Regions from separate parts of the Mus musculus genome. Here all the other regions are linked to region 6. A link is a contact called in public HiCAR-type, HiChIP or PLAC-seq and promoter capture Hi-C data. All regions are on one chromosome and are shown on one strand. Each heading gives the region's core, a stretch centred on a gene start, on an enhancer-like site or on the middle of the called end of the contact. The rest is flanking DNA. Distances are from core to core; before and after follow the strand shown.

What was found. Promoter capture Hi-C pulls out the DNA fragments that hold promoters and counts their contacts. HiCAR-type assays count read pairs that join an accessible place to other places. HiChIP or PLAC-seq counts read pairs in DNA pulled down with a chosen protein or histone mark.
Region 1: a contact with region 6 is called in an HNF4G HiChIP or PLAC-seq map of pancreatic cancer cells. The contact joins two enhancer-like sites. A contact is called at or near these places in 1 of 15 datasets of contacts at CTCF or cohesin (the NIH/3T3 cell line), 2 of 484 Hi-C or Micro-C datasets (cerebellum and nephron progenitors), 3 of 115 datasets of contacts at active chromatin or transcription factors (embryonic stem cells, kidney and pancreatic cancer cells) and 3 of 9 other capture datasets (adipose tissue, embryonic stem cells and liver).
Region 2: a promoter capture Hi-C map of the 3T3-L1 cell line shows a contact between it and region 6, with 8 times the contacts expected there. The contact joins two enhancer-like sites. A contact is called at or near these places in 3 of 39 promoter capture datasets (the 3T3-L1 cell line and liver).
Region 3: a HiCAR-type map of fibro-adipogenic progenitors shows a contact between it and region 6, with 10 times the contacts expected there. The contact joins two enhancer-like sites. A contact is called at or near these places in 1 of 39 promoter capture datasets (the C10 cell line), 2 of 15 datasets of contacts at CTCF or cohesin (the NIH/3T3 cell line and large pre-B cells), 10 of 484 Hi-C or Micro-C datasets (the 3T3-L1 cell line, CD4 T cells, the G1E-ER4 cell line and 6 more), 2 of 115 datasets of contacts at active chromatin or transcription factors (fibro-adipogenic progenitors and pancreatic cancer cells) and 3 of 9 other capture datasets (adipose tissue, liver and pancreatic islet).
Region 4: a contact with region 6 is called in an HNF4G HiChIP or PLAC-seq map of pancreatic cancer cells. The contact joins two enhancer-like sites. A contact is called at or near these places in 1 of 484 Hi-C or Micro-C datasets (embryonic fibroblasts) and 1 of 115 datasets of contacts at active chromatin or transcription factors (pancreatic cancer cells).
Region 5: a FOXA1 HiChIP or PLAC-seq map of pancreatic cancer cells shows a contact between it and region 6. The contact joins two enhancer-like sites. A contact is called at or near these places in 4 of 484 Hi-C or Micro-C datasets (the AML12 cell line, cortical neurons, embryonic fibroblasts and 1 more), 3 of 115 datasets of contacts at active chromatin or transcription factors (embryonic stem cells, fibro-adipogenic progenitors and pancreatic cancer cells) and 1 of 9 other capture datasets (liver).
Region 7: a FOXA1 HiChIP or PLAC-seq map of pancreatic cancer cells shows a contact between it and region 6. The contact joins two enhancer-like sites.

The regions. Positions count from the first base shown.
Region 1 is chr7:83,981,219-83,983,945 of GRCm38.p6, reverse strand. Cemip (cell migration inducing protein, hyaluronan binding) reads left to right here. Exons shown (of 29, transcript NM_030728.4): 10 at 680-812; 11 at 1,563-1,754. The region is part of intron 2 of Gm30440 (a long non-coding RNA gene); the gene reads right to left. Among named protein-coding and RNA genes, the nearest start is that of Gm30440, 12 kb to the right of the region's middle. Within about 2 kb of position 1,280, at least 5 of the 459 cell types and tissues checked have an H3K27ac peak or open chromatin away from gene starts, as enhancers often do. A contact at or near this core is called in pancreatic cancer cells, where this site is marked.
Region 2 is chr7:84,778,432-84,781,338 of GRCm38.p6, reverse strand. No RefSeq gene overlaps it. Among named protein-coding and RNA genes, the nearest start is that of Olfr291, 74 kb to the left of the region's middle. Within about 2 kb of position 1,613, at least 282 of the 459 cell types and tissues checked have an H3K27ac peak or open chromatin away from gene starts, as enhancers often do.
Region 3 is chr7:83,940,489-83,943,188 of GRCm38.p6, reverse strand. Cemip (cell migration inducing protein, hyaluronan binding) reads left to right here. Exons shown (of 29, transcript NM_030728.4): 27 at 1,026-1,183. Among named protein-coding and RNA genes, the nearest start is that of Gm30440, 28 kb to the left of the region's middle. Within about 2 kb of position 1,333, at least 14 of the 459 cell types and tissues checked have an H3K27ac peak or open chromatin away from gene starts, as enhancers often do. A contact at or near this core is called in fibro-adipogenic progenitors, where this site is marked.
Region 4 is chr7:84,746,569-84,749,457 of GRCm38.p6, reverse strand. All of the region lies in intron 2 of 2610206C17Rik (RIKEN cDNA 2610206C17 gene), which reads right to left. Among named protein-coding and RNA genes, the nearest start is that of Zfand6, 58 kb to the right of the region's middle. Within about 2 kb of position 1,382, at least 88 of the 459 cell types and tissues checked have an H3K27ac peak or open chromatin away from gene starts, as enhancers often do. A contact at or near this core is called in pancreatic cancer cells, where this site is marked.
Region 5 is chr7:84,000,259-84,003,141 of GRCm38.p6, reverse strand. The region is part of intron 2 of Cemip (cell migration inducing protein, hyaluronan binding); the gene reads left to right. All of the region lies in intron 2 of Gm30440 (a long non-coding RNA gene), which reads right to left. Among named protein-coding and RNA genes, the nearest start is that of Gm30440, 31 kb to the right of the region's middle. Within about 2 kb of position 1,406, at least 18 of the 459 cell types and tissues checked have an H3K27ac peak or open chromatin away from gene starts, as enhancers often do. A contact at or near this core is called in cortical neurons and pancreatic cancer cells, where this site is marked.
Region 6 is chr7:84,271,274-84,274,312 of GRCm38.p6, reverse strand. All of the region lies in intron 12 of Arnt2 (aryl hydrocarbon receptor nuclear translocator 2), which reads left to right. Among named protein-coding and RNA genes, the nearest start is that of Gm26708, 40 kb to the right of the region's middle. Within about 2 kb of position 1,747, at least 80 of the 459 cell types and tissues checked have an H3K27ac peak or open chromatin away from gene starts, as enhancers often do. A contact at or near this core is called in cortical neurons, fibro-adipogenic progenitors and pancreatic cancer cells, where this site is marked.
Region 7 is chr7:83,846,449-83,849,206 of GRCm38.p6, reverse strand. No RefSeq gene overlaps it. Among named protein-coding and RNA genes, the nearest start is that of Gm39043, 34 kb to the right of the region's middle. Within about 2 kb of position 1,321, at least 38 of the 459 cell types and tissues checked have an H3K27ac peak or open chromatin away from gene starts, as enhancers often do. A contact at or near this core is called in pancreatic cancer cells, where this site is marked.

The DNA.
Region 1 (2,727 bases), core at 31-2,530, 290 kb after region 6:
CCTATTAGACACATCATCTCTCCTCACCTAAATTCTGTAAAGCCCCTTGCTTTAGAGGCAATGCTCAAGTTCACTTACCTGCTCCTTTGAGATCAGTGAACCCACAGGAGCGCTACCTCCCAACAAATCTGACTATATATTCTTGTTTGGGCTGAACTGGTTTGTTGTGTCATTAGAGAAACCTATTTGGTAGAGTGTAGGCATATAGAATTTTGAGATTCCTGGTGTTATACAGAAACCCATTTGGGCACCTGTGGGTTGTATAGAGTCATTCCCTGGTAAATAAAAGCTAGCTCTTTACATAGTCTGAGGGTGGCGAGATGGTCATAAGAAGAGACATATCAGGGTCCTAAGAAAGCCTGTGTATGGTGGATGCTCTGTAAATGTGCGCACAATGATGAGCAATAAGTAGGACTCAGGACTCCTGCTAGATCACAAACCTTCTAGCTGACTCTCTCCCAGAAATCAGGCCTCACCACATCCATTCCCGAGACTTAACACTGACTTTCTTATAACAAAACTCACAAAGACTATTGGGATAAGGGTCCTGGGCTGTTGTAAATAAGTTTCACAGTGGGGACAATTTTAGACTTGTAAATATAAGTTGGGGACATTAATCAGCACTTTCCCTCTTCATAAAAAAAGCATCCTTGCTCTGTAATTTCCATTCTGTTCTCAGGCCACAACAATGGATGGAGTCGCCCTCAGCACTGAGGTTGTCTACAAAAATGGCCAAGATTACAGGTTTGCTTGCTACACCCGGGGCAGAGCCTGCCGAAGCTATCGAGTGCGATTCTTATGTGGAAAACCCGGTATGCAAGCAAATCCTAGCTCCTTATTGGGTTAGAACTGCAACTGAGCTCTGATTCCCGACCGGATCCCTGATCTGGCTTCTATGCACTGTGAAATGGGATGTCTGGGTCTGCCATGTTGAGTATCATAGTGTCACAATCACCCACACTGAGTGCAGAAGCAGCCAGATGGTCCCAGGCATTGGAAGCAGATAGCAAATCTCTGGCCTGTCGTAAGCCTTTCTAGAAGGGGCGGGCTTGGTCCAAGAATGCAGTGTGCTGATGGGCAGGGTTGACACAGTCTCTCTGCCTCTTCTGGTGCTGTTGTTTCAAACCCAGTTCCCCAGGCAGTGCTCATTAGACAGGACTGGAAATGGCTGGCTTGTTCTGGAATCAGCATCTCCAGAAAGCAGTCATTGGACTTGGGGGTGGGACTTATGGCTACTGTAAATAATAGTGGAGAGGAACTATATTTGTTTTACATCTTGGGCAAAGTGGGTGTGGTGAGGCAACACACTGAAAACTAGCTTAGAAGTCAGTGGAAAATTCCTCTGCCCAGAGCTAATGAATGGGTCTTTTTTGGTTGGGTTTTTGTTGACTTCAAAAACCTGTAAGTACTGAGACTGGGATGAGAGAGAGTCTGGTGATTCGGGTTTTGGAAGGGCACACCTGGCATTTACTGATTTCCAGAGGGGAGGGGAAGAGGTGGGCAGCCACATGTTTGCTGAAGGCAAAGGGCTGTGTCTTAGTCCTTCCTGTTTTGGGTTACAGTGAGGCCCAAGCTCACGGTTAGCATCGACACCAACGTAAACAGCACCATCCTGAGTCTGGTGGACAATGTGCGGTCATGGAGGCCTGGAGACACCCTGGTTGTTGCCAGCACTGACTATTCGATGTACCAGGCAGAAGAGTTCCGGGTGCTCCCCTGCAAAGCTTGCACCTCTACACAGGTCAAGGTGGCAGGTAGGTATCTCCTCATTTCAGGCTGCAGGAATCTGAACACTGGTAGACTTCAAGTGAAAGATTGGAATCTGTGAGCTATTCTCAGAGTCCTACAAATCAAACAAAATGCTGAGATACTCAATATAAGCACTGGCTCCTTACTGATGCATCAATACATTGTCCAAGCAGGCAGCCTAACTGATATTTGAAATAACTTCACTTAAGAAGAAAGACTCATGGGTTTGGAAGCCTCAGTTCTAGGTTTGTTAGCCCTGTTGTTTAGGGCAAGAGCTAGTGATGGAGGAAGTTGCTTATCTCATGGCATCCAGAAATCAAAGAAAGGAGGATGCTAGAGTCCCAGCACAATAATTATAAAAGAGATGTGTAATGAGCTGGGCAGAGGGAGGAGGGATTCTACTCTGTTGGAGTGGGCGTGGTTCTTTCCCTGAGGAATTCATGATTAAGTGGGAAGCTGGGAGAAGATGACAGAGTGGTCAGGAAAGAGAAGTAGTGCTGGAAGGGAAGGCATGTGGACACAGCACCTGAGCAGGGGTGGGTCAGCCATGAGGAGGACAGGTAGACTACAGGGCAGACCACGAGAGCGCCTAGGATCACAGAAGGGAGAAGAGGTTGCAAGACAACCAGGGGCTTTGCTTGAGTGCACAGGAAGCTACTGAACTCCATGGATCTGTTGGGTGTTCCTAGCAAGGAAGGATTTCCCATGTCTGCATCTGTAGGAGGATACTTAGGTTATCATCACAGTGCATGGTAGAAGGCCTCCTGGGATGTCAGTGGCCCCTTTGGCAGATCATTTGAGCTCATGTCACTCCTTGTGCCTCCTGGTAGCATGCAGCTATGCAGGATGGGCAAAGCCTGACTTCCAGGCCTTGCTGCATGGAAGTAGAAGGAGGATTTCCCCTAGGTTTAGGCTAAACCTTGAGTACACCCCAAGACTGAGCATCTTAAAGGCCAGACTGGAGATCTCACTTTGAGC
Region 2 (2,907 bases), core at 364-2,863, 510 kb before region 6:
AGGAGCATAGAGACGTCATGAAAGGTATGGTCACAAGATTGTGTTATAAAATGTTTGATAAAGGTGGTAAGGTCTGAGGTAAAGGAAACTAGACATTTTTTAACCTATTAACAGGATTTTTGGACGTTTAATAACAGACACCAGATTTTGAAGGGGAATCCACAAACAATGCCAAACTCAACAGAAAATGCCTACGAATCATCCATACGAGTCTGCCCAAACCAATAAAGTTTGTGGCTCGGTGCAGTCTTTCTGGTCCCACAAGACAGAGCAGGGACAATAGAACAGAGCAGGAATGCTCAATGATCTATCAAAACCCAAAAAACCTAGGGGATGCTTGAAACAGCAAGAAATGGGGGATAAGAAGTTGAGGCAACAGAAGGACCAGAAAGTGTAGAAGGGAGGGCAGAGCTACTAGCCAATCTTAGTCACATCACCAAAATGAAAGGACCTCCAAGTCTACACAAAACACACCCATACACCAAACCCTTACTCCAAAGGAGATTTATTTACCCTAGAAGGATCAGTGGGCTGCTCTGCACCCCACAAAGACAGCAGCAGGAAGCACTGCAGGAATGGTTTTTTAAGAAGAAAGGGGGGAGGGAGTTTATGCTAAGATGAGTTGTGTACTATGTGAACTGAGATTTAATATTAAGAGTAGAATAAAAAAAAAAACTGTGTTTACTTCATCCAGGGTTGCCAAGGAAAGCAGAAATATCTTCCAAATAGCTGCCATTAAAACCTCTATACATTGTCAATTTATTGCAATAGTAATATTAATAATAAACTCTGACGTAGAAAAACACAAACATGTCCAATCATGTTTCTGACATAGTAAACCCAGACAATAGAGCTGCTATTCCAGGATGCCTGGGGCCCTAGTTTCCCATCCCTGGCAAAACAAAAACAGAAAACAAAAAGAAACAAAAGCAAAACAGAAAAGCAATCTGCTCCTTTCAGGGACTATAAGGATAACCCTGAATGCTAACTTAGCCAGTACAGGAAGAAAAAAAAAAAAAAAAAACGTTCATCCTACCTCTCTTTCCACAACTCTAACTCTCACCATGGGTTTGCAAGGGTAATTTTATCTATTATTATCTTGATAAGGAAACAGGTTCAGAATTAACCAGTACAAAGATGAAGCTAATGCAAAAGCAGAGAAGCCAGATTAAATCCAGATGTGTCTTCCAAGGCTCCATCACTCTGCTTTCCTTTGAAAACATCACTTGTTTCCCTCGTGTAAACTCACCTGATCATATTCCTTTAGAAAATGTTCCAGCTCTCCCATCTAGGTTGCCACATACATACATACATACATACATACATACATAGGTACATGGCTGTTGTTTTTGTATTCTTCGTCTTCACGATTTTCTCTTGCTTTATAGGGAAGATATCATCTTTTTTCATCCCTCGGGTACTACTAGATGTTGAATAATAAGTAACCTACATTTACCGTGCTCTATCTAAAACACTGACAAAGTCTTCCTCTTAATGGGACAAGGGTTTCATTCTGGAAAACAAAATCCACTACCAGACAGGCCAATGCTCTCAGAGGAGCTAACTACAAGTTTGTGCGCCCCCAAGTGGCCAGAGCGACCATCGGATCAAAAGCGCGCTCCCAAAATGACTACGCGTTATAAAAGAAGACTTGAGTCTCACTGTGGACGTGAGCAACACGGGAGGACCCGGCCCCACCGGATGACACGTACCCACCTGAGAGGCCGGGTGCGCGCCGGAACTGCGCCTGCGCAGATTAAGAAAAAGAAAGAAAGAAAGAGAAAAAAACGTGTGTATTGGACTTTCAAAACCGTAGTTTCTGTGATGCGAGGTACACAGGGCTTATACAATCGCCTCAGAATTTGGGACCTCCAGCCATGGGGGCTGCAGATGCTGCCTCATCTATACCCATCGCTCAGCGTCCTTCGATTCTGAAAGAACTGAGATCACAGGGGCCAACGCTATCCAGCCTCGCCTGCGGCACACGCTGTCTCCAGCAGGGGGCGATGAGGTGTCTGGTGCTGCCCACTGCTAGTGGTGCTGCAGCCCAGGTTCCTGTTGTTGGCTCCTTGAGGACTGCTAGATTGAGGTGGCAAGATAGAAAAAGACCTGCTGCCCCCAGGTACTAATTCCTATAGGTTAAAGAACAAAAGACTCCCTCGACCTACAAGGCATCTTCCTCCATTTGAGTGGGTACCTTGGCTGGTGAACCACATGGACCACATACAGAAATAGGCCCTGCCTAGAGGACGTTGTTCTCTTACCTCTGGAGAATTTAGAATTCAGAGAGAGTCATCCTGATCTTTATTGTCACAGAGTTCGGCAGTCATGTCACTGTAGAATAACTCGAACTTGGTTCTCCTGTAGGAAGTCTTCACAGAAAGCTTATTGGAAAGTGGAGAGAGACCCTGGGGTACTTCTGTGTTGGGAGAGTCTGGTAACAACACTGTCGCACATATAGAGAAGAGCACTACAGTTACCCTATATGAACAACCAGGAAATCCAGTGGATTAAGAGTTCATTTTCAGCCTATAAAGGTCTTAAATCTTTTAAATAACAAGCTGGATTCTAAAATTTTACAAGGTAATGTGAAAGTTTGGTAGACCCATGTTAACAGTGAGTTCATATGAGAATTCAAGCATTTCAAACTTTTTAAAAAAAAAGCATTGAAAATAAAGATCACAGGTGGAGATTATGGCTTCCAGATATTAAGTCAGACTGTAAAGCCTGATTTATAAGGCAGTGCTGATGCTGTAATACTCAAAGGGACTGTGGACTAACGGAAAGGCAGAAAATAGATCTAAAGCCATCTCAAACCACTGGGACATTCTTTTTTTTTAATAAATAAGTGTTGAAACAACATTCATAAGGAAAAAAACCTAAATTAATTAGAGATATAGTGTAAAA
Region 3 (2,700 bases), core at 84-2,583, 330 kb after region 6:
TGTGGACCTTAAAGTTTCAGATGGCTTGAGTTCATGATGACAGAGAAAAGGTATAGTGGTAGGAACAGCTGGGAGCTTCCATCTTTATCTACAAGTAGGAGGCAGAGAGAGGCCCTGGGAATGGCAGACTCTTTTGAAACTTCAAAGCCTGACCCTAGTGACACACCTCCTCTAACTAGGCCACACCTCCTAATCCTCCCTAATCAGTTCCACCAACTGGGGACCCAGTGGTTCAAATATATGGGCCTATGGGGCCATTCTCATTCAAACCACCACACCTACACATATGGCAGAAGCTGTTGGCCTCATGGAGGACCAAGAAGAAATAAGAGAGGTAGGAAGTGGAGGCCAGGAATCACTTCCAAACACTGACTTCCTCCAGCTAGAGTTTACTTCCTAAAGGTTCCACACATGTCTAGAACATCATCACCGGGTAGGGAGAAAGCATTCAAAACTTGAGCCTGTGGGGACATGTCATATCAAACTGTAATAGGTGGTACTGTGATAAGCTGAATGGGTTAAACAAAAGAAAGTTATTCTCTTTCAGTTTGGGAAGCTAGAAAGCTTCCTCTAACTTCTAGTGGCCCTAATGGACCTTTGGATTAGAGTCACATCACTGACATCTCTGTCCCATCTTCATGAGGCCCTCTCTCCTTTGAGCCTATCTCCTACCTCTTACCTTTCTTCCTAAGAGGCCCCATCATTGGATTTAGGGCCTACCCCAAACATTCTAAATGATCCTTCCCTGAGATCACTGATGTATATGTCATTAAAACATCTTCAGAAACACTATTTCTAGATAAAATAAAATTCAGAGGTTCCTAGTGGGCACATCTTTTGGGAGGTTACTATTCAAACCTACAAAGAGCACAGTTGGAAGAGGTGTAAAGGGTTCTTATAAGTAGAGCAGCTGTGTAACCAAACTATGTCTTTAGTGTCTACATAGGAAGGATACCTACAGGAAGGAGAACCTGGGCCTCAGCTGCCCCAGGATCTCTCACTCCTCTGTTGCTTTGGCCTTGCAGGTGGATGGGAGGAGGTACCCTTGCTCAGAAGATGGCATCCAGATAGTGGTGATTGATGGGAGTCGAGGTCACGTGGTGAGCCACGGCAGCTTCAGAAATGCCATTCTGCAGGGCATACCCTGGCAGCTCTTCAACTACGTGGCAGCTATCCCTGACAAGTGAGTCTATGTCTCAGTTTCTGAACTGTCCAGTGACACAACAGATTCCTGGCTAGGGCCCAGTCCCTCATGCCCAACCCCTCATGATTCTTGCCAGTCAGTAGGATCTGTGCCTACAGATTGTGTGTGTCTACTGGGTGGAGAGAACTTCGTGTCTGTTGCTGCGCATGCTGGAGGCAGGTCTGCTGTGGATGTAGGTCAGGCTGAGGCAGAGCCGAATGCTGCCTCACTCCTTGGAAGGCTGCCTGACCCTCTTCTCCCATCATGGCGCACTCTCCCAGTGATCTCATCCCCACCCACACCTCCAATAGGATCCAAATGCTGGTGGCTTCTGAAGCTCCCCAGCCTGGATCTCTTTCCTAAACCCCAGACATTCATCTCCAATGGCTACTTCAAGGTTGCCACCTAGATGTCTTGAATGGAACTAAACTCTCATCCCTTTTATCTTTTGATCCTCCAGATCAGCCCTCCTTCTGTTTTCTCTAAATTGTCACCCATCCAGATGTTTGAACCAGAATCTGAACTTAATCTTTCACACACCCCCCCCATTCTAACATAGTCGAAAACAGTCCATTGCCCTCCCTCCTGGTCCCTCCCTGGTGTCTGCTCTGGCCCTGCTCTATCACTGTTGGTCAACCAACACCATAACCATAGGTTTCTGACAGGCTCTTTTCTTCCCTTCTCCCATATTGGAAGTTAATTTGAGTGTCTTAAATGCTAGGATTCTCTCCTCACTTCCTTCCCGCTGTTTCCTCCCCACTGATGTCTTTTCCTATCCATCCACCATTCTCCACTGTAACACTGCTTAAAATAGAAACAGAAGCCTTAAATGATGTCTTATCAAGGAATCAGGCTTCCTGATGTTGACTCCACAATAGACTTACTTATACATGTTCAGTCTCTCAACTACAATGTGGGTGTGGAAATCTCTCTGGAGCCACAAGCTAGTGGAAAGCTTGTGTGATTCATGTGGCACCTGTCACCCCTAGGTGCTTAGTAAATTGTTAATGAGTGGATACAAGGACCTTCAGGATGCACTCTTGGGGGTTGGGAGGGGCTGGGACTGACTGTGTGTGTGATTCTGGAGAATAGGTTTTGCTCGGTCACGTGCTGTATCTGTTCTTCCCACACTCAGCTATATTTGCATGTATGTGTGTGGAAGTAAATGTGTACATGTGTACAGGGGTATGTATGCATGCTGGTGGAAGCCAGAAGACAAACAACCCTGGGTGTCATTCTTCAGGCACTTGTTTTTTGAGAAAAGGTCTCTCAGTGGCCTGGAAGTCATCAAGGCTGGCCAGCCTCAGGATCTGATGCTTGTCTCCACTACCCTGTTGTTGAGATTACAAACACAGGTGCATCCACCATACCTGGCTTTATTTTACGTTCTGGATTCTGGGTATCAAACTTGGGTCCTTGTGTTTGCAAGACAATAACCCCTTAATGACTGAGTGAGGACCCCAGCCCCACACTCTAGCTCTCAAGTGAAGATTCAAACAGAAGACTCTGACTTTCTA
Region 4 (2,889 bases), core at 133-2,632, 480 kb before region 6:
GGATGGGAGTGGGGAAGAGTGAGAGAGGGAGGGAGAATGGGAAATGAACATGAAAAGAATCTGTCTGCCCGCAGTAACCAGTGGTCCGTGAATGGGGAACCTCAGAAGTAAGTAGGTGAGAGACACAATGGCTCTGGTAAGAAACACTAGAGAGACATGTTAAATGCCAGATAGCCAAGGATCCTGCGGCTTGAGATGCATTCTTTCCAGGGAGCCAAGGCAGTAGGGCCGGAACATTGGCAAGGTGTGGGCTGGAGGTAGGGAGTCATGAATCTTTTTATGGCCCTGCAGTCTTGGAAGAGGTTGAACTCAGTCCTGAAGGGTGGGGGTAAAAGATAGTAAGTAGATGGGCATTGGACAGTCCTAACCCAAATCCTAGATTTTGACTTTAAGCTTCTAACAGTGGACCCTGCAATACCATGAAGAAGTGCCAAGGACTTCTTATAAAAGCCAGGTGCAGATATAACCCAAGCTTGTAAGGGTACTAAGACATTCCACTAAACCCTAGAGGGTCCCCACGCAACTTGTTTTGTCATGCCTGTGAATGAGCCAGTGTATAAAAAGCTGAATAGTAGTTTTCTTTTCCCGTGTTCTACTCCACATCTGAACATCTTGATATCTTCCCTTAGAGGCCTGGAACTTTCTGGATGCCAAAGCAAAAGAGAGTTCCCTGTTTGAGCACACACCAGGATGACACTAGGAACCAGTCAAATAATAAGTGGATAATCATCAAAAGCAATTTTGTCATTATGGGAAGTTTTCAGGGTTTTTGGTTTTTGACAGATTATCAATTAAATATAACAAAACTTCCATTCTTGTTTCCTTATTTAGTTTTTTAAAAAAATCTCACTGCTGATCATAAAAAACAGAATGAGAATTTATGCTAAACCCTAGCAAAAAAATTAAAAACTTTACCCATGGACATATAAGTAAATAAAATATTAATAATGTTTACTGTTCCACCTATCTCATTCAGAGATGTATTTCCAATAAATATGCATTTTATAGTAGAGATATGCTAAGAATAATTGTAATGAATCAAAAATTTTTTATTGTGATTGTGTGTGTGTGTGTGTGTGTGTACAAGTGTACACATATGAGTACCACAGTGCACACATGGAGGTGAGGGTATAAACTGTGGGAGTTAGTTCTCTCCTTCCACCTTTATGTGAATTCTGAGAACAGAGCTCAGATCATCAGGCTTATACTGCAAGAGGTTTTACCTGCTGAGCCTTTGTTCTGGCCCCCAAAGAAATGTTTACCTTAGTGAGTTATTGTAGGAAATGCAGATAGATGCCAGGTATTTCAAGGATTTACTTGTGAGCCCACATCCTCAGAGTGTCAGACCAAACCTCAGGGTGACTCAGACTTGGTGTGACTGGTCAGGGGAAGATGGCAAGGGAAGCAGTGCCAGAGTTCTGAGAAGCCAGCTGCTTGTTTACACTGGACAGAAGCAGCGTGATCCCTGAACTGAATCAGTTATCTTAAGGCAGACAGTCTGCATACAGCAGGTTTTCCCAACTTCCCTGTTCCACCCCAACCTGCCTGCCTCAGGACAGAGAGCAGAGGCTCAGAGCATCAGTGAGTCAGCCCCAGGCACAGGACAGGAGCTATGGTGTTCTCGCCCCCCAGGATGGATTGCCTCTTTCTCCTTATGCCTCCACATTATTGAGGACAGGACTACTACCCTAAACAGATTGTTGTCTTCATTTTGACTCTTCATGGCCTGACAGTTGAGAGTATGGGCTTCTGACTTTTTCCAGTTCCTCTTCCTGCCCTCGGCTTCTCATCCTTAGCCTTTTTACTTCACTTTTCATACTATTCACTCTCCACAGGTAATAGATGAGCCCTTAGTTCAGTCGCTGTTTGGCTTGGGTGGGGTGGGGTGGGGCTCCCTAATCTACAACACTAGGCGAGATCTAGAACCAGGACTATCCATGGGTTCTGTATAGCAACCAACCTACCCTCTGCTGGGATATTACTATGGTTGAGTTTCACATATAGTATTGTGGTAATAATGGGGAAGCCTTGGTGTGTTCAGGACTGTGGGTCTTAGAAAATAAGAAGTTAGGCTTTGTCTAATTAGTTGGCAACATCTACTCTCAAGAGTACTTTTTGTCTGGTTTTTTGGTCTCTTGAAACATCATCTCCTATAGCCTAGCCTAGCCTTGCACTGACTATGCAACTGACAATATCCTTAAACTTCTGCTGCCCCGGCTTCCCCAGGGATGACATACACAGCACAAGATTAGTTTTGATCATTTAAAAGTTTTACTTCCTTTATAAATTCATTATAAATTAGTGTTTGTCCATCTGGCTTTTGCCTCTGTCAAATAATCACTTTGCTAAGTCACCGCCACTGTTGTAGAAAGACCCATGTCTTAGAAACAATGCATCTTCTTATGGGCTTTTTAAGACAGGGTCTTGAGTAGCCCAGCCTGGCTACTTGCTGTATCCCTGAGAATGACCTTGAACTGATCCTGCCATCACCTCTACTTCCTGAGTTCTAAACTTACAGGAATGTACTACCAGTTTCATGAAGTCCTGGGGACCACATCTGGGGCTTTGAGACTGGTGGGTGTATCTTTCTGACTTCTACATTCTCAGTCAGCATCGTTTTTTTCCCCCTGTACTTTGTATGGTTTGTTTGTTTGTTTGTTTGTTTTTTCTGTACTACTATAGAGATATGAGCCTTTTTTCTGGGGTCACTGCTAAACAATAACATGTACCAGGCATCCCTCCCCAAACCAGACTTCGTCCGTGGGTGTGTGCAGTGCTTCCCTCTAACACAAACTAGGATGCACTGGAAGGAAGACACAGAACCTCTCTGACATATCTGCCATCCTTCCAACTGCCTGGTGTACAGTGTGCCTGAGAGGGCTCCTTACA
Region 5 (2,883 bases), core at 157-2,656, 270 kb after region 6:
GAAAACTCAGTGTCTGCCTGGATTCCATTGCAAGCGAACCTAGTTGGAAAGGTACTATCGTCTCCATGGAGCCGAGACTTCCCTCATAGAGCACCCATCTCTCAATTCTGGAAATTGGAAAGGGGAGACATTGTTGTAAGATATTTTGAATTTTTAAAGGAGACCAGAAATGTGAATTTTTATTAAAAACCTTGATTTTAAATGTTAGCTGCTAATACAAAATTTAGAATCTGTCTGAAAGAGAGTCAGGAAGTGGAGAGGGAGAATTCAGCCTAGACATGGCTTTCTACCTCTGGTCTACTCAGTTTCAGAGCATCCCTCCCTACAGTGTGCCATCAAGTCAGGATCTGGGCCCATAAAACCCCTTTCGGCCTCAATACCCTCAGCAAGGATTAGATTGTGTTTTTCTTTTTTGTTGTTTAGTTTGGTTTATATATTAAGATAGGACCTCACAAGGTAGCCCTGACTGGGCTTAAACTCACAGATCAGCCCGTCTCTGCCACTGGAGTTCTGGGGATCAAAGGTATGCACCACCACACCCAGCTGTTTTCTGTTTGAGACAGTGTCTCTTTCAGTATGATCCAGGCTAGCTTCAAACTTGCAATCTTCCCTAAGGTTATAGGCCTGTGTTACAGCCCAGCACCCTACTTAGATCTATCTTACTATCTCAGTATGGTCAACTTTGCTTTAAGTGGTTTACTTATTTTATCTTGTGAGGTTTCTATCTTTCCTTTTACCTCGTGGTACCAAGCAAGTGATCTTTATGTGAATTTTACATTAAGGTTAGAAGCACAGGACACTTCACCCAGGCTCCAGGAAGCAACCACTGAATAACTGGAACCTTTGGCAGACACTAGAGGTACAGAGTACCAGTCTTAGAAACTGAGCAGGGGTTTGATAAGACCACCATGGATACCATTCATTGCTCATCATAAAATGCTATTATTACTCGAGTTTTATGCTCTTCCATGATAAAGGACCTCACATTGAATTACATTGTTTACCAGCCCACTGAGGGTAGGAAGCATTGTGTAGCATAGAATGCCTTCACTGTGATTTCATACAAAATCTCCTTAATTCTTGGGTGACATAGCAAGTAGGCAAAGTGTCAGTGTTTAGTGCAATGATTTATGACATTGCCTGAGTTCATTCATCTTCTCTTTCAATTAATAAACACAAATTGGGTATTGACTCCAGGCTAGGAACTGTATTTGGGTTTATTATTGGGGTGATTCAGCTTGGGGAGTATTCAGATACTTCCTGGGTGTTTCCTCCCACACCCCAGTTTGCATATAAACCCTTTGGAATGGAGGCTGTGCCTCTCCCTGATGCCCTTCAGTCTGTGCTCTTTGGGAGAGAAGTAGAAATTGCCTTTGTCATTCATGCTTTAAGTAGTCATTCCCTTATAGTCTGCTTCGCAGGCCCTCTGCCGTAGTCAAGGAAATCAGTGTGGTTGCCATGGTGATGTTTCAAAGATGGTACTGGAGATTTTCAGATGATTTACTGATTCATATGTATGAAAACCCACCTTCCACACTTCCACAAAGGAGGGCCCACCACATCCAGTAACAGAAGTACTGTCTTAGCCATAGGCTCAGAGTTTTTAGAGCGGGGCTCATGATCCTGATAGTGGACAAACCTGTAGTGTGAGGCCCACCATAGCCAAGCTGAGATGCGAAGTTGGCTGCAGAGTCATATGCCCAGACAGGGAAAGGACTCTGGGCTTGGCTTGGAAGTGAGACACACTAAGACCCGAAGCACTGTCCACTTAGTGGAACTGTTTCTTCCCAGGATGCACTCCGGGAGGCTACATTTGCTCTTCACACTCTGATAATCAGCTCCTTGAGACTGATTCCCACATCCAGGACCAGGTGAAAGGCTACTAGGAATTTGGGACTATCCTCTTTGGAGATAAGCTTAGGTGTGGAATTTAACACCCAGCTCTCAGAGCTGTTGCTTTGAGCACCAGCTTTGAGCATTCTATATCAAGGTGGGGAGCTGCCCAGCCTATGTAGAGGCTGGTAGCAGCTCTTCTCTTCAGCCAGCAGGGAAGTCTGCATCTGCTATGTTGTCATTACTTGAAACTTAGAATCTAAAATGGTGACTCATTGAAACCCCACAAATGTGGAGTTCTCATTGTAGTGACACTTAAAGTATGAATTCTCACCAACAGTGAGGCAAACAGAACCAAAGGTGTCTGCCGCACACATGGGAGAGAATGTGGGGGCTGGGCACCCACACAGTAAACTTGCGCTCAATAGAAGACTGAACAGTCTTTATCTGGTGCAGTTGAGTGTAGATAACAGCATGTCTCCCTCTAGGCTCTTCTTTAGATATCTAACTATGGCAATTATGGCTTTTTTTTGCATAACTGAAGAATGATCCAGTACCCCTTAGAGCTGCTATGCCTGCCATGACACTAACTGAATTGGAACTGGTTCTGGTCCCATGCTGTAGATGTGACTCCTGTGCCAACTTTACCTGTGGAATGTACTGATTCTAAGTCCCCTGCACTGTGACACTTGCTTCCACTCCTGATACCCCCCTTGGTCTCCCTACAGAACCCTTTCCCTTGTGGGCTCACCTAAGCCTCCCCTCCATCTCCCCACCTCCTCTGTGCTCCCTGTAAGTCTGATTTGTTCTTCACAATCTAATTGCTGAGAAAATGAAAATAGCCTCACATCAATTAGCCCCTTCTCCCTGCTTCTTTTTCTGGACCTTCACTTGCTTTCCACGGGGTGGTTCTCCCAGCTCCTGGGACATAGATGTCCCTTTTTGTATCTCTCAGGGCATAGATTTGGAGCAGATCCCAGGAAAACTTGTGAAAATCCAGGAGTCTCTCAATCCCACTAAACACTCTAGCCACATGCTTACTGGCCACGC
Region 6 (3,039 bases), core at 498-2,997:
TGCTCCCATTCAGCTTGTCCCGGTCCCTTGAAGCCTGGCTTTTGCACTAGTCCAACAGCTTTGAGCACGCCATCTGGGACGCATAATCTCTTGCTCCCTGATGCTTCTCCATCAGCCCTTCTGGGCTAGCTCTCCTTCTAAACATCTTCCCCCTCTGTGTACTTGGTACAACTGGATTCGTCTTCTACCCCATCTGCTGGTCAAACTGTAAATGGAGCCAAATAAATAGGAGAAGCCACAGATCCAGATGGGCAAAAAGATGATCCTGTCTCATCCAGAGGTTTCACTCAAATTGAGGGTGTTCCATTTTTCCTTGTCAGTCCCACAATGTGGAGGAGGGGTGCTCTTTACCCAGGGACCAAAGACATGCCCATGAGTGACACACCCATATCTGATGCTAGGTCTGATGAAAATAAGGAAGATTGGGAAATGAGAGTAGAGCCAGATGCACGGGGCTAGGTAGGCCCTGGCTGCTGCTGTGTTCAAGGTATAGAGGGTGCTGAGCAGGCTTCTCAGGTGCCAGGCTCTTGCCAGAAGAAGACAATGCTAGCTAGCCTAACCTTCTTAGCACCTGTGCAAACCAGATCTCTACCCCTAGGCTTATCTCTCCCAATATGGCCTCACACCTGCCAATTCAGGCTGCCTAGCCAAGAAGTCACGGAAATAGAAAAACAAGCCAACTATTCAGAGTCCTGGACACTATTCTGGAATCTTCCCCCTTTGGATCCTAGGGAAAACTACTTCCTCTCTGGATCCTGCCTCCTTCTCTGCCCCTATCCCTCTTTGTTCCTTCTCAGTATGTGGTTGTGTACACAGGCCTGTGCTCAGCAAGGGCTCTGAGGCCGCTGGATTCCTGTGAGTGAGGCTGTTCTTGAGGGTGTAACTTAAGCTTCACTGTCAACCTTCCTAAATCTCCCTGTCACTAACTCCTCCCTATTGATGAACTACTTCTATAGCACGTCCAAGCCACCCTATCTACAGTAACAGTGCCCTGGCTGGGCACCCAGCAGCTTTGTAGATTTGGATGGGCAGAGCTGACTGAGGAGCCTTGTTGCGGATGGTTGGGGGCTTTTAAATCTTTCACCGTTGTTCTTTTCCAGTCTTCATTTACCTTCTGCCATCAGAGTCACATGTCTGGTCACAGCTAATGAAGCTGATGTCCCCTGTCCACCATGACTGGACATGGCCTAGGCCAGGCAAGATGCTTGCATTACTGTTCTTGCTTTAAGAGGGGACCCAGTCCCAGAAGCCCAAGGCTTGAGCTTCAAAACCATGAAAGCATGGGTAGAAGTAGGCAGGTGACAGTGGACAGATACAGAGGAAGAAGAAGACAAGACAGGACCCCCCCCCCAGAGCCTAGGGAACACCCCCAGGAGGCAGCCCTGACAAGGGGGAGGCATAGAAGCAAAGTCACCCTCCTCTGCAAGCCAGCCAGGCTGACTGGGTTGGCTTTCTGAAAGCCAGACAGTGATGAGACAGAAAAGCATTTTGTTCAGAGGTGGGCTATTCTGCTGTCTCAGGTCAGTCGTTCTCAGCATCTCCTGGAAGTTGTGTGAATCAGAAAGCCCCTGGGGCACCTGCAGCAGCGGCAGTAGCAACACATGTCAGTTTTCTAAACCAGGTGTTCAGTGGCAAGGATGAAAAGCTTGCTCTGGACGGTAGAGGGCGGTGCTGACCAAGCATGTGAGCAGACAAGAGCATTCTTGAGTTTTGTCAGCTAGGCCAGCAGTAGGCCAGCTAGTTAGGAAAGCTCCTCCCATGCCCTGTGCTTGGGGGGAGGAGTGAGGAGTTGCTTGCTCGGTAGCCTTCAGCTAAGAGCATCCAAAAGCAACTTCCTGAAGGAGTTAAGCAAGCATTGGGTGTTTAGCATTTGTGCTAAACTGCTGAAAAGGCTCTTTGTCACCTCTGACTTCTTCCTGTTCCTTCCACACAGATGGAAGCCCAGAAAAACAGACTGATGCAACACACAGGGTGCACTTCACTGAGGAGGTCAGGTCTTGGTGTTTGGGATTTGATACTCTGAGAAACCAGTCATGTCCGTCTTTCCACATTCGCCCATCCTAGCTCCTGGACATTCACTTCCCATCTCTCTTCTGGAGAGTGACATGCAATTATCCTTAGGCCAAGCCTCTGCTATTAAAATAGCACTAGTCTGAGGTTGTCTCGGGTTCTCATGACACAAGCTCCTGATGTGTGCATACAGCCATAGCTACATGTGTGCACTCATATGTATGTGCATGGAGGGCTAAAGATGCATGTGTCCCTGTGATGGTAGGTGTATGTGTGCATACATGTATGCACGTGTACATGCATACACATATGTGTGAGTACAAACATGGATTCTTAAAGCCCAACTGGTCAATGATCACATATACCCCATGGTCGTTAGTAGGAGTTACCTGCTTGATAGTAGGTGGAAAGTGAAGAGAAGGGGTGGATGCAAAAGGAGGCAGAAGGTTGTACAGCCAGGAGGCAGCAGCCTTCAGTGAGGGCTGGACACAAAGAAACCATTCTGTTCTGTCTTTTTGAGAGCCAGGCAGCAACTTCCAGTCAAGATGAGACGAGACCCCTCCAATGACGGGCTCCAAACCCAGGGAGCCTCTTAGTCCTTTCTTTTCCTGCCCCTCAGAGGAGAACCAGAACTGAAGGTTATGCCCAGAACTCTAGCACGCTTCCCCCTCTGCCCCGGTGGAGGTCCTGGTGTAATGTGACTTAAACAGTTAATAACTAATGCTTGAAATTAATACACCAACAGTTACTTTTTAACCAGCTATTACCCAAATAAAGAACACAGAGACCTTTAGAATGATAATAAGCCTTAAAGCACCGGAGCTGGGCAGATATCAACCCTCTAAGCTATTTTGTCTGTTCATGCCTTGAATCCCAATATATTGCTTGCCATATGCTTCATTTGCACTGTTCTTGCTTCATCGGGCTAGCCCTCATAGCCACATGCTCATGGTCCATATTAGCCCATGGTAAGACTTCCTTCTTCCTCCTCTCCTTGGTCTCCCTTATAGTCCCTACCTGAGACCCCCC
Region 7 (2,758 bases), core at 72-2,571, 420 kb after region 6:
TATCTACAAGGTATGACAATGTTCCAAAGTTCTCACTGTAGAAGAAAACTTTAATAACGTTTGAAGTATGAGCAAAATAAGCTTATGAAGGATTTAAGAATGAAATTGTGCCGGGCAGTGGTGGCACATGCCTTTAATTCCAGCACTTGGGAGGCAGAGGTAGGCGGATCTATGAGTTCGAGGCCAGCCTTGTCTACAGAGTGAGTTCCAGGGCAGCCCGGGCTACACAGAGAAACCCTGTCTCGAAAAACAAAAACAAAAACAGAAACAGAAACAGAAACAGAAACAGAAAAGAAAGAGAGAGAGAGAAAGAGAGAGAGAGAGAGAAAAGAAAGAAAGAAAGAAAGAAAGAAAGAAAGAAAGAAAGAAAGAAAGAAAGAAAGACAGAAGAGGAATGAAATTGTTGCTGGCCATGATGTTGCATGCCTTCACACCCAACAATGAAGAGGCAGAGGCAGGTGGATCTCTGTGAGTTCCAAGTAGAGTTGGTCTACATAGCAAGTTCAAGGTCAACCATTAATATTCAGTGAGACACTGTCTTAAAGAGAAAATAAAAGAAAAAGAAAAGAAAGAAAGAGGGAAAGAGGACTCAATGATTTATATTTTATTTACATGTTGAAGTTGTTCGCTTAAAACAAATCTTTAAAATAAAATTGTATTTCATGTATCTGGGTGTCTTGCCTGCATGTATGTCTGTGTCTGTGCACTGCGTATGGGTAATACCTATGGAGGCCAGAGAAGGACATCAGATCCCCTAGAACTGGAGTTATGAATTGTTCTAAGTCACCATGCGAATGCTGGAAACCAAACTCGAGTCCCCTGGAAGAGCATCCAATGCTTTTAACAGCTGAGTCATCTTTCTAGCCTCTAGAATAAAACTTAAACTGGCCCCCTTGCAGATACCAAACGTTGACCAAATACCCAAACCAACCATTTAGTATATGACTGAAAATGCTCAAACATGAAACAAGTGGGCCTGGGGATTTAAACCAGATCTGAGTTCAACCCTGAATGCTGTGGCATATACCTATAACTCTAGCATGAGGGAGATGGAGACCAAAGGATCTCTGGGCCTTGTTAGGCAGCCAGTTCAGCTGAATTAATAGGCTACGGGTTCATTAAGGCCCTTTCTTGTATAAAAGCTCATGTTCTTTGTAAGTTTGCACAGTTTATTTCTTTATATTCAGAAATAGTTAGGGCTCGGTATTGCAATGAGTCTGTGTAAGGAAATGGCCTCCTGCCCTTCACCATTGAGGTATGCTGAGGGCTGTGTGTGGAGCCTGTGCAGACAGTGTTCAGTTCTGAGATGGGAGGAGGGGCAGGGAGTTGCTTATTAATCACTCCTCAGGACTTTGAACTTTACAACTCTGTAATTACTGCTAAGACTTTATATTTGGACTTTCTGTTTCATTGGCGTGTGTTTCCTTTCTGTTTGTTTTATGACTGAGTTTGTCTGGAAGTTTGTTTTAAGAGCCCTGAAGGCCAAGTTTGTTTATTACTATGCCTGCTAGGTGTGTAGTTTTTTGTAAATGTGACCCCAAAGGGCTATGAATCCCAATGGCCTAATCTCAGTCAGGCCTGAACCCTTCTTTACTTGTTCCCCAAAAGCTCTTCAGAGCAAATCCTAGGTATGAGTTAAGGGGTTTCTTGGGCTTGGAAAGGCAGCTTCAGTAGAGGAAATGGAACCAATTAGCTTAAGGCTGAGCAGAGGCAAAAGAGAAAGAGGAGGTAAGGACCCTGGGGAGGAGGGAAAGGAGGAGGGAAGGGAGGAGGACTGAAGTAGAAGGGTAGTCACAGGGCATTAGTCTCTCCTTTTTTCTCTCCCCGCTTCCTCTCCCTTCCCCCACCCACTTCTTCCCGTGCCCCTCCTGCTCTCTCTGTGTGTATATATGTGTGCATGTGTCTCCCTCCAGCCACATTTACAGTTTCCTCTACTTCCTGCCCATTTTCTTCCTTGCTTTGAAGCGTCAGCAACCCAGACTTGGTGGACAGAGGCATCTGTCCAGGAGTGAAATAATGGATGGTCCTTGTCCTACCAGTTATGCCTCCTGGCCTATCTCCCTAGATGAAGCTTACTGGAGGCCCTGGGACCTGGGGGCTTCCTCCTCTTTGTGCATAACTGGAAGAGGACCGTTCAATCTGAAACACAGTCATTTTCCTTCCCTAGCTAGACTTGACAATTGGGCAGCACAAAGAGAACTCAAGAGAGAGGGAGGGATCTGCTGCTCCTTTGAAAAGATGCACTCAGCCACAGAATGCCCAGCTGCTGCCCAACGAGGGCAGGGAATCCTGGTAAGCCAGACCAGGGCTTTCGTAAATGCCAGGCCCTTCATTAGTTGTATGTGATACATGTGATAAATGTTAGCCTGTTAAAAGCTCTGAGATGATTTATAATAAAACTACATTCAATATCACCTAAGTTTAACAGAGGAATTAAAAAAATACCTATTAACATCTCATGGGGGTCTTCATATTTTGTGAAACCCAGGTTGAATAGTGTAGCTCTGAAATGTTTTTTGAGACAAGGTCTCACTCTGCAGCTTTGTCTGACTTGGAACTCACAATGAAGACTAGGCTAGCTTCAATCTCATTGAGACCTACTGAGGCACCTCCCACCTTGTGCCTTAGGGTAGGTAACCTATTCACTTGGAGGTTTGAGAGTGAGGGAGGCAGAGAACCCAGGGAGTTGGAGATTTCTGAAGTAATGGAAGTGACAAGTAGGGCACTCTCTTCCTATGAATGAACTAGACAATCACAA